Linked DNA regions of Danio rerio: region 1 is linked to region 2. The links are chromatin contacts, called in public Micro-C maps. All regions are on one chromosome and are shown on one strand. Each heading gives the region's core, a stretch centred on a gene start, on an enhancer-like site or on the middle of the called end of the contact. The rest is flanking DNA. Distances are from core to core; before and after follow the strand shown. Region 1 holds the start of psmg2 (proteasome (prosome, macropain) assembly chaperone 2). Region 2 overlaps grhl2b (grainyhead-like transcription factor 2b).

Evidence for each region. Hi-C and Micro-C count contacts between places; a contact is called where the count stands out from the background.
Region 1: a Micro-C map of caudal fin shows a contact between it and region 2, with 6 times the contacts expected there. The contact joins the promoter of psmg2 here to the enhancer-like site in region 2. A contact is called at or near these places in 3 of 18 Hi-C or Micro-C datasets (caudal fin, embryo and hematopoietic stem cells).

Annotation. Positions count from the first base shown.
Region 1 is chr19:13,451,528-13,457,452 of GRCz12tu, reverse strand. It overlaps psmg2 (proteasome (prosome, macropain) assembly chaperone 2), which reads right to left and starts at 2,678. Exons shown (of 7, transcript NM_213032.1): 1 at 2,539-2,678; 2 at 1,979-2,150; 3 at 532-590. The coding sequence starts at 2,595.
Region 2 is chr19:13,375,110-13,380,784 of GRCz12tu, reverse strand. grhl2b (grainyhead-like transcription factor 2b) reads right to left here. Exons shown (of 15, transcript NM_001083072.1): 9 at 3,059-3,116. Among named protein-coding and RNA genes, the nearest start is that of grhl2b, 35 kb to the right of the region's middle. Within about 2 kb of position 3,589, at least 4 of the 62 cell types and tissues checked have an H3K27ac peak or open chromatin away from gene starts, as enhancers often do. A contact at or near this core is called in caudal fin, where this site is marked.

The sequences.
Region 1 (5,925 bases), core at 1,429-3,928, 78 kb before region 2:
GGCACAGTTTGAATATGGAATTATGGGACTTCTGCAGAAATCTTGTTAATGGATGAGTTGAAGAATTACAGATGAGAGACAAGAATGATACAGCATAAAGACAACAGAGCTTTTATTATACCACAGTCTACCGCTTCCAGTTCATCCAGTCATGATCAAATGAGTAAGCAGCAATGCTGTTTTTCATACGAAATACATCTTAAGATTCTGATAAAGTGCTGCTTCTTGCAGTCTAATAAAAGGCACGACATATTAGAGCATCTTTGCTATTTCTGTTTTCTATAAAAGCAAACCAGAAATCGAGGGTGCGTGTTGTAATTCACATGGCAACACATGACACGGTTTGTCACAATAGTTCAAATTGCTTGTTTTTTTTTTAATTTGAACATTCTTCTAAAAGTTCTTTGTGATAATTGAAGTATTAATCTTGATCAAAATAGATAGCACGCCTTTATTTTAATAAACAAAAATCATACATATTGTGCCTTTAATTGCACCTGTACACTTGTTGCATTAACATACACCACTAACCTGGATGATGGGCGCCCTTATCTGCAGCACAGCCAGTTTTAAGTCCCTGTGAGAATACACTGCACAAAAACAAATTCACAACATCACTCATGCAACATCTGTTTGAGTAAGCACACCGGCTTATACTCATGGATTTGGGTTACAAGTTAAAGATAAAAAAGTTCACCAAAAATGAATGGTATGTCATCATTTACTCATCTTTATCATTGTTTGAGTTTCTTTCTTATGATGACCACAAAGAAAGAAACCGGTAACCACTGACATCCATTGTAGGAAACGCAAACACTATGGAAGTCATTGGTTACCGGATTTCATCATTTTTCAAAACATCTTTTGTGTTCATCAGAAGAAAGAATCTCAAACAGTTTTGGAACAACAGGAAGATGAGTAATCGGCAGCAGAATTTTCACTTAAAAGTTTGCAAGAACTGGAAGCTACGAACATTTTTTTTTTGTATTATGACACAGCTCCTAGAGAAATAAAATAGTAAATGAGAAAACAGTAGGCGTGGCTTGTTTTTTTATACTGCGATCTGAATGGATGTAGTAAAGTAGGCATTTCATATAGAATGATTGAGAAAAAAGTTTCCGGAGAGATATTATAACCTAAAACAGAGTATATACAGGAATCAGGGATTGAAATTCAATGGCTTTTAAGACCTTTTTAAGACTTTCCATATATTTTATAACATTTTTATCATTATAGGTTTTAACCGGAAACACTAGCGAGATTTTAACTTACATTATATAAACGAAATATTAATGTATCCTAAATATTAATGTAAGAAACTAATCCAGACTAAAACATTATTCATATCCTGAATAAAAATCTATTAAATCTAGTGATTTAGCAGGTTGGCACCTAAAGAACTGCAGAAATAACGGTGTTGTCTTGGTTACTGCAGTAAACAAAGCAGAGTGACGTCAAATCTAGCAAGATTTAATTGATTTAATAAACTAAACAGCATCCTGATATTTGCAGATTTACTTCAGGCAAACTTTAGCATACAACCACACATCGCATAATCAAAAATTCAATCAAATTTAATACCTAAAAGCATTTAAGACTTTTTAAGTGCCTTAAATTTCTCTACATTGATTTATCAACTTTTAATACTTTTTAAGACTCCGTGAACACCCTGTAATACTCAGCCAAATCAACTTTTCTGTTTGTTGTCATAGTATGGTCAAAACTGACAGTTGGAGGGGCGTGGTTAAGCATGTTAGCCCCACCCAATACCTCAGACAGATGTAATCTGAGAATTTAACTGGAAGCAAACAGGAAGGGCATTTTTTTAGCTTTTAATTAAAGCTAAGGGCAAACATTTTTTCTTAATGACATGCGCAGATGTATTGTTCACCACAAAACTAGCAGTGTGAGCTAACAAAATCAATATGGTTAGTTTTGATTTCATGTGTACTGTAAAGGTCTAATAGCCATCCATTACCTTCTGCGCTGGTGCTGAGCTGAGCAGCATCTTCAGTGGATGAAGCGTATGGGTTGTTTCCAGCCATAGGAATGAGACAGTCTGTGTGGAAATATCCCACTCTGGGCATATTTAGCGTTGAGATGAGCAGATCCACGGCGAGCTGGCCCACATTTCCAACAGATACTGCAGGCTGTGAGAATATGAGGAATAACTGTCATATGGAGCTCCGTGTATTGGGGTCTCACATTGAGACTTTTTCCTTAGCATTATATTTTCAGAAAAGTTTTTTTTTTTTTTTTTGCAAAATATAAATAGGGAAATCATATTAATAACGTTAGTAGCCAAATACTATTAAACATTGTTAATCAAACAGTGCTGTTGTTGTTTTAAAGTCATACGTGCATGCATTCCTGACCAAATTTTGAAAGTAGCATGGTAAACAATACCAGGACCGTGTCACAAGTTGTCACAGAACTGTTGTGCGAGTATAAAACCAACTGTACCTAAATGCTCAGTGTTTGATAACTGCAGCTTACAGAAACCCGCATGTGTCATGATGATGAAGCTCAAATACTTACCAGTATCAAAGTAAAGCCTTTAAAAGAAGGAACGGCATCCCCCGATGAAATGAACATTTTAAAAACTGTTTATAACTGATTTCGCAGTGAAATGTGTACGAGTTTAAGTGGACCAGTACTGATTTTTACTTTCAATTTCCTGCGCTGTGAAAAAAGGACCTAACAATACTGCGTCATTCTCTCAGGACGCCCTGATGCCTGAGTAAAAAAAAACCTAAAGGAATTATTTGCGACGTGTAAGTTAAATATTTTTTGGAAGAAAAAAGGGCACATTTAAAGATATCTTACTCTTGATCTGACGTTAATATATCTTAATTTTGCCGTTATAATAATCTTTGCGATAAAAAAAAACATTTTAACATGTCAAAATAAAAGTCTTTAAACTAATTATAACAAAACGTCTATGCTCTTTGATTATATTAATTGCGATGATAGTGTTGATATATATATATATATATATATATATATATATATATATATATATATATATATATATAATTGTTAAATGTAAATTGATAAATTAATGTAAACATTGTTTCAATAAGTGAATCTGATGTGAAAGACTTTACTTTTGATTTTATTTTCAACTCGATATCATTAGTCTAAATAATACAGCTATACTAAAATTATATTTTAAAACGTACAACTTACTGTAGTTTATCGGTTGTTTACATGGATGATCAAAAGATGGCGCTAGACGCTAAAAATCTCACCGGCCTCTTGCTTGTGAGAGTTGCACCTCTTGCGTTCAGAGCCGCTTTTTTTCCTTCATATTCGACAAGGAATTGGAAATTTAGCATTTTGCTCAAAATGGACATGATACTCTCTCTCTCATTTACTGCAGCTTTGTCAGTTGTTCATCTATATATTAATCTGTCGTTCCAGTACAGCCAAATGCAGCTCTATTGGATTAGAAACTGGTGACTGTGGAGGCCGTTTGAGGATAAAATAATCACTGTCATGTTCAAGAAACACAGACTGAGATGATTTGAGCTTTGTAAGTAAGCTATCAAACAATGGGAACACTGTGGTAATAAATTGAAAAAAAAATTACTTGTGAGCAACAGAAGTAGGCTTAAATTATGCCTTAGTTGGGACCCAAGAATGTAAAAATAAAATATAAAAAACAAGACCAGCAGCCTGAACAATTGATATTAACAAGACAAGATGGATCCTTGTAGGGCTGCATGATATTAGAAAAATCTGACATTGCGATATTTTGTTTTTATACAATATATATTGTGATATGAATATAATTTCACCAGATGGATTGAATAGCTCTATTTTGAAGGAAATCATTCAGATTTTTTTTTTTGGGGGTGTGAACATTGTATAAAAAATAAACAAATTGAAAGCAAATAAAGACAATAAAGCAAAGCAAAAACCAGAGAGTCAAACAGTATTCAGGTACAGAAAATGGATGATGGAAAGTAAAATAATACTTTAGTCTTTGTTGTATTAATAATTCAGTAAACTCATTCTTCATTTCTCTTCATCAGTTACAAATGAGCTTTTTCTGTGCCCTAATGCAATCTTGAAATATCTTTAAAACACATGTTGTTCACACAAGAAAATATAAATGTACTCACCCCAAGTAGTTCAAAACCTTAATGATTTTCTTTCGTCTGCTGAACACTAATGAATATATTTTAAAGAAATCCGAAAACCTGTAACCTGTTGACTTTATTTGTAGAAAAAACAACTACCATGGTTGAGAGGTTCACAATCCATTGTGTTCAACCAAAGAAAGAAACCCAAATAGGTTTGGTCAAACTGAAGGGTGAATGAATGATGACAGAACTTAAAATTAACGCTTTAATGTTGAATAGTTCAATTACTGAACTTTTTTCCAATCTTCTGTCCATTTAGGAAGCCTGTGTGGATTGTCACTTCGGCTTCCACTTCTTAGGTGACAGGAGCAAGGTATTATAGATAATTATTCTAAAACAAATGTGTGAAAACTCCATTTCAGTAAACTTGAGATAAATCAGGGTGAATATGGTAATCAAACGCAATAAAGATACGGCGATGTGTATTTTTTCCAGGATTATTCAGAAATATGGTGTTTCACAGATATCAATAAGAAATCATTTCTGTCATCAGTTTCAGGCTTTCATAAAGTATTTAGTGCACTTGTAAAATATAATAGCTACTAGGCAAAACACTAACAACGTCAACACTTCACCAACACTTACAACATCTTATTCTTTGAATGCACTTTTAATACTAACAGGAGCCAATCTGTGGATTCAGTATTGAATATGTTCATGTGTATATACTACAGTAACCATGCAGCCACCTTGATGTCAAAAAACAACATAAAAAATGCAAATCGATTTGATGTCAAAATCTTGACGTTCATTTGACATCCAAACATTGATGCTTTTTTGACCACAAATAATGGCACAAAAAGTATTATAAAATAAGAGAAGTTTTGTTCATCCAAAAGCTTAAAGGGCACCTATGATGAAAATCCTCTTTTGTAAGCTGTTTGGACAGAACTTTGTGTGCGTTTAATGTGTCCACAGTCATATTGGGGTGATATAAAGACAATAAGTCTCTTTTTTTATTTCCTAACGTTAAAATCGGATCCAAATCCTTTTCATTTTGAGGTCCACCGCAACGTGACGTAGCAGTGCAGTTTCCCCACTCACCAATTTGATTGACAGCCTCATATTACCATGTCTCTGTAATCATCATCATTATTATTTTCATCCGCTTATCTGGGGCCGTGTTGCAAGGGCAGCAGTCTTAGGAGAAAACCTCAGACTTCCCTCTCCCTAGACACTTCTTCCAGCTCTTCCGGGGGGATCCCGAGGCGTTCCCAGGTCAACCAAGAGACATAGTTCCTCCAGCGTGTCCTGGATCATCCCTGAGGCCTCCTCCTGGTGGGACATGCCTGGAACACGTCCCTAGGTTGGCGTCCTGGAGGCATCCGAAACAGATGCCCGAGCCACCTCAGCTGACTTCTCTCAGTGTGGAGGAGCAGCGGCTCTATTTCGAGCTCCTCCCGGGTGACTGAGCTCCTCCCCCTGTCTATAAGGGTGCGCCCTGCCACCCTATGAAGGAAACTCATTTCAGCCGCTTGTATCCGAGATCTTTTTCGTCATAACCCGAAGCTCATGACCATAGGTGAGAGTAGGAACAAAAATTGACCGGTAAATTGAGAGCTTTGCCTTTCGGCTCAGCTCCTTCTACACCACAATGGACAGGTACATCTAACTCATTACTGCTGCCGCTGCACCGATCTGCCTGTCAATCTCATGCTCCATCCTTCTCTCACTCGTGAACATTACCCCAAGATACTTGAACTCCTCCACCTGGGGTAAGGACTTTCCTCCGACCTGGACATGGCAAACCACCTCTTCCATTGACCGCTACCTTATC
Region 2 (5,675 bases), core at 2,340-4,839:
GCACTGTGGCGCAGTGAGTAGCACGACCACCTCACAACAAAAAGGTCGCTGGCTTGAGCCACGACTGGGTCAGTTGGCGTTTCTGTGTGGAGTTTGCATGTTCTCCCCGTGTTCATGTGGGTTTCCTCTGGGTGCTCCAGTTTCCCCCACAGTCCAAAGACATGCGGTACAGGTAAATTGGGTAGGCTAAATTGTCTTTAGTGTATGTGTGTGAATGAGTGTGTATGGATGTTTCCCAGTTATGGCTTGCATCTTGAACGACATCCGCTGCTTAAAACATGTGCTGCAAAAGTTGATGGTTCATTCCACTGTCGTGACCCCAGATTAATAAAGGGACTAAGCCGAAAAGAAAATGAATGAATGAATGATTTATGCCAAAAAAAAAAAAACATTTCTAGAGTATTTGTCTTGTTTCTAGTCCAAACATCTACATTTCAGAGCAAAAACTTGAAAAAGAATATTACGCTTAACCCACTGGCAGATAATTTCCTTAAAACAAGCAAAAAAAAAACAAAAAAAAAACACTTTATTTTTTTTAAAACGAAACAATATTTTTACTTGCTCTCAGAATGTTTTTGATATTCAGACTAGAAACAAGACAAAATAAAGTAAGAAAAGCTTTTGTTGCATTGTGATTATTTAATTTCTCAACATAAAACTGGTAGACTCCCCAGAAAACCGTCAAACAAAGCTATTCAAATTATCGTCTGAAACTGTATTTATATCGCAATATTTATCGCAGAAAAATAAAATATCACAATATTAGATCAATAATCTAAATTAATAAAATCTTTCCAAATAATAATTCAAATCATCTGGTCAAATGATATTCATTTCGCAATATATGTATTGCGGCCCAAAAGGAAAAAAAAGAAGGAATAAAGAAACAAAAAAGGGAACAAAGCAATTTATCAGAGGGCAGGGGTGTCCAAACTTGGTCCTGGAGGGCCAGTATCCTGAGTTTAGCTCCAACTTGCTTCAACACACCTGTCAGGAAGCTTCTAGTCTATCTAGTAAGAGCTTGATTAGCTGCTTCAGGTGTGCTTGATTAAGGTTGGAGCTAAACTCTCCAGGACACCGACCCTCATGGACCGAGTTTGAACACCCCTGCCCTCTAATAAATCGCTTTGTTCCCTTTATGTTTCTTTATTCCTTCTTTTCATCTTCTCTTTCTTAAATAATAAAGAGACTTTAGCTACATCAAATCTTGGGCCGCGATACATATATTGCGAAATGAATAAACATAACCGCTTTGTTTCTTTTTTTGTGGCCTGAGTTTGGACACCTATGTCATAGGGTTTGATTACAGTATCAAATCAAAATACATTTGATGTATATTATTTGAAATGCCATACTTACATACTTATTCCCAGGGCCATTTATATGGAAGTTGATGTTTAGCTGCGAGTAACTAGTTTTTATAAGATGAATTATTAGCCCTATGCTCAAACCCACAACCTGAAGGACTAGGACATATACACATAACCTACGGACAATTTAGCTTACCCAATTCATCGACAGTACATGTCTTTGTCTTTTCATGACTGTTTCCACATACACACCCTTACACTGGAATACAGCCAGGTTTGATCAGGTATGAATGTGTTCAGTGATCAGATCACAAATAGTCCTCCAAAACACATTACGGCACATTACGTTTAAATTATATATGCATTTCTCTGCCTTAAAACTACACATATATCAAATCAAAAAGCTGTATATTGTACACTGTTGTTTTTTCAAATATCCATTCTTGCAGCCACCAGAGGGAAAATCATTGACTGCACACAAACATCCTGCTTAAAGCTTCCAAAGGCAACAAAAAAAGTTTAGTATTGTTAAACTACTGAGATATTGTAGATAATATTGTACATAATATTGTAGTGTTGGTAGCATGTCAAGATGCACTAAATCCAAGGCAATTACACCTACTAGTAACTATTAAGTATCAAATTAATTTAGAGTTTAGTGCTTGTAACAAATACTGTAACAAACTTATTGGTGATTTAAAGAGGGTTTCGGCAGGTAGATACCAGAACACCCGGAGAAAACCCAATACAGGGAGAACATTCAATCTCCATACAGAAATGCCAACTGACCCAGCTGGGGCTTGAACCAGCAACCCTCTAGCTGTAAGGTGACAGCACTACCCACTGAGCCACCGTGTCGCCCTAGCAATGTCATACTTTTTCCCAAGGTGTCACACTTTTTTGTGTCAAGTCTTAAGTTAAACATGAGTGTCTCCATAAAGTGTATCTCCTTTACAATTAATTTCCAGTTGTGTTATTATTTCTCATAGGCTCGAACAAATTCTCTCATTTCAAGATATGATGAAATGAATGAATAATCCAATTCTTCTCCAGTTATCTTTTTAATTTCAATAGCTATTTCACACCAAAAAAATCTGTATTTTGGGGCGAACTCAAAAAAATGTGATAATGATTAGCCATTGAGGTTCCACATTGTCTCCAACAAAAGCCCAGACTTTCTATACCCATTCGTAATCCTGACTGTTTATGACTAAAGAATCTCATCAGATTTTTCCATCCAAACTAACTGAAGCCTCTTAATTAAACTTTTGTTACGTATTTTTGGGGTCTGTAATTGTCCAAATTGTCTCCTTTCTTTCCTGATAAGAAGATGTCAGTTGGACAAATTAATGATAACAATGGTGACTCATCCTGCACCCCACAAGCTTCAGTCCAATCGTATGTTACTAATAGCCACAAATTGATAAAGTACAGCTGTGATGTAACTAAAGCCTCTTGATTACACTTATTTTGTCACATACTTTTCAGACCATAATTGTCCAATTGCGTCCTTTCTTTCCTGAAGATATGATGTCAGTTGAACATAGTGATAATAATTATGGTGACTCATCCAGAAATACAAAAGCTTCTACCCAATCATGTTACTAACTCCCGCAAACATGTAAAATATAAGCTGCTTGATTATTTCAAATGATAGCCGATCATTTAATTGGAAATATGTCAAAACAGGAAATCACATTGTGTGTTCTTTAAAGCTTATGTTTATGAACAGGAAATGTGCTTCACACCTTTTGTCTTCTTGCGGTTTTGTTTCCTCTCCTCATCTCTGATCTTCCTCTCCGCTCCCTGAGCCACAGAATGACAGAAAGGCATACAGAAAAGAGAAATTAGAAACACTAGCATGTCTGTAATGACCACAAGGTGGCGCTAGAGTCATGGAGATTCAGACCAAGAGCACACAATGACGTCTAAATGAATTCACCTGACCCAGTAAAGCTGTAGATTACTGCACTGTGTATTATATAGGTGATGAAGCATATGGAGTGCTGAGGAATGACATGTTTTTCCAGGCCAAAATGAGTTTCATTTGGTTTCACTGTCCTCAAGTTAATGGATTTTGTGAATGGGATTTTGATTGAACTGACAAAATAAGGTCTGTGTTTAACACAAATTCAAGAAGTTATCTCATTTTTGGAATATATTTAAAACCATTTTTTTTAATCATTTGATTATGTGAACAAAATGGACGTTACAGTTCCTTATATATCTTATTTCTCCAAAATAATCCAACAGCCAATGGAAATATCTCAAGGGAACTGCATTATTGTTTCTATCATAACAGTTCTCCATGACTGTTTCCACATACACACCCTTACACTGGAATACAGCCAGGTTTTAGATTAGATTCAACTTTATTGTCATTACACATGTACAAGTACAATGCAACGAAAAGCAGTTTTATTAGGTATGAATGTGTTTGCAGTGATCAGATCACAAATAGTCCTCCAAAACACATTACCGCACATTACGTTTAAATTATATATGCATTTCTCTGCCTTCAAACTACACATATATCACATTAAAAAGCTATAGATAGAATATGCAGCCACCATATTCTATCAACAGAGAGAAAAATCATTGACTGCACACAAACATCCTGCTTAAAGCTTCCAAAGGCAACAAAAAAAGTTCAGTATTGTTAAACTACTGAGATATTGTAGATCATTTTGTACATAATATTGTAATGTTGGTAAAAGATCAAGATGCACTAAATCCAAGGCAATTATACCGACTAGTAACTATTAAGTATCAAATTAATTTAGAGTTTAGTGCTTGTCACAAATACTGTAACAAACTTATTGGTGATTTAAAGAGGGTTTCGGCAAATTTCATCAAGTCAAATATAAGACTTTTTAAGACCCTTTTAAGTCCATTACGAATTACATTTTAGACTTATAAAGGGCTAAACTCAAAAGATTATTTCTAATGGCCCGGTTAGGCCAATGGATTTTTTATTTTTTTTTGTCTTGTCAACAAATGCAATTATTTCTTAGCAACATACTTTAATGTGTCAAAACATGAAAACTCTAGTTGTATTCTCTCTTTTCAACATAATATTTCTGTTTGACAAAAAAAAATGACAAGTTTAACATTGGTAAAAGTATATTTATTGTAGAGGGAATTACATAAATAATCAAAAGTAAATATTTGTTGGTTTTTGGCTCAAATTGATTGAGTATGACTTTTGTTCAACCGAATGATTTTTCTGTAATAAATCCTAAAGTTTCATGCCTATTTATAAATATAATGTCTACTTTCCCTTGCTTTTGTAAAGAGTTTTGTATGAATGGAATATAACATAAAAGGATATATTGCTCTGTTATTATAATGACAAACTGTGTAACTGTTTTTAGATTTCTTTCCCTGGGATTTAGAGAGTTATTTGGAGGGATTGCTGTAAAATAATTCGAACAGCTATTGTAAATTGTATCTCTTTGCAATGAAAAACTTAAATAGAAACTTAAATATTTTTAAGAAGGATGGATTAGGATAGATTGTTGGTGATTGGATGAATGTTGGCCTGATTGTGTAGCTTTACTTGGGCAGAGGAAAATTAAGACCTGTTGAAAAATGATTTAAGACACAAAATCTTTAGAAACTAAAATTTTGTTTTTAAAATTTAAGACATTTTAAGACTTTTTAAGACTCCGGATACCATGTTAAAAGAATGTTATGCAAATTATTATTTAAGCCGTTTCAAAATAATTCAATCTCTTCCACATTTTCTGCATTGTCTCAGAAAATTGCATCTGCTGTCCCGCAAACAAACAATAACCATGTGGTCACCCTAATTATGCAGCTTAACTGCAAGTGTGGATGACATTACGGACTTATTGGATGACTTATTAAAACATTCCTATTTAAACCTGGTGTTTTAATGCCACTTTTTTTATCCAACCACTTGAGGGAGGGCAGTGTATGAACTTTCTCAAGTTTTTTTTTATCTAGAATTGATAAAAAGTCTCACATTTAACGTACACATTAATGCAAAGAAAGAGTAAAGTGCAGAAAGCAGCAGCTTTCATTTGTGCTCTGATATCTACAAAACTACGTTGAATATTGTTATAGAATGAGTGCTGATGAAAGGATATATGTGATGCCTTTGAAAGCTTTTTTTAACTAAAGTTATTAATTCAGACAGTAGAATTTAAATCCAATCTGGCTTGTGCATGAAAAAACACTTCCTATGATATTTACAAATTAGGTCAGTAGGTCTTTAGTGGCTAAATGAACAAAATTTTCCATATGTGTTTGTTTACTAAACTAATCAAATACATTTTCAACTGCCTCTGGTAGTGGTTGAAAGCTCAAACATTTACCATGTTTTACACTTATGTTCAGACT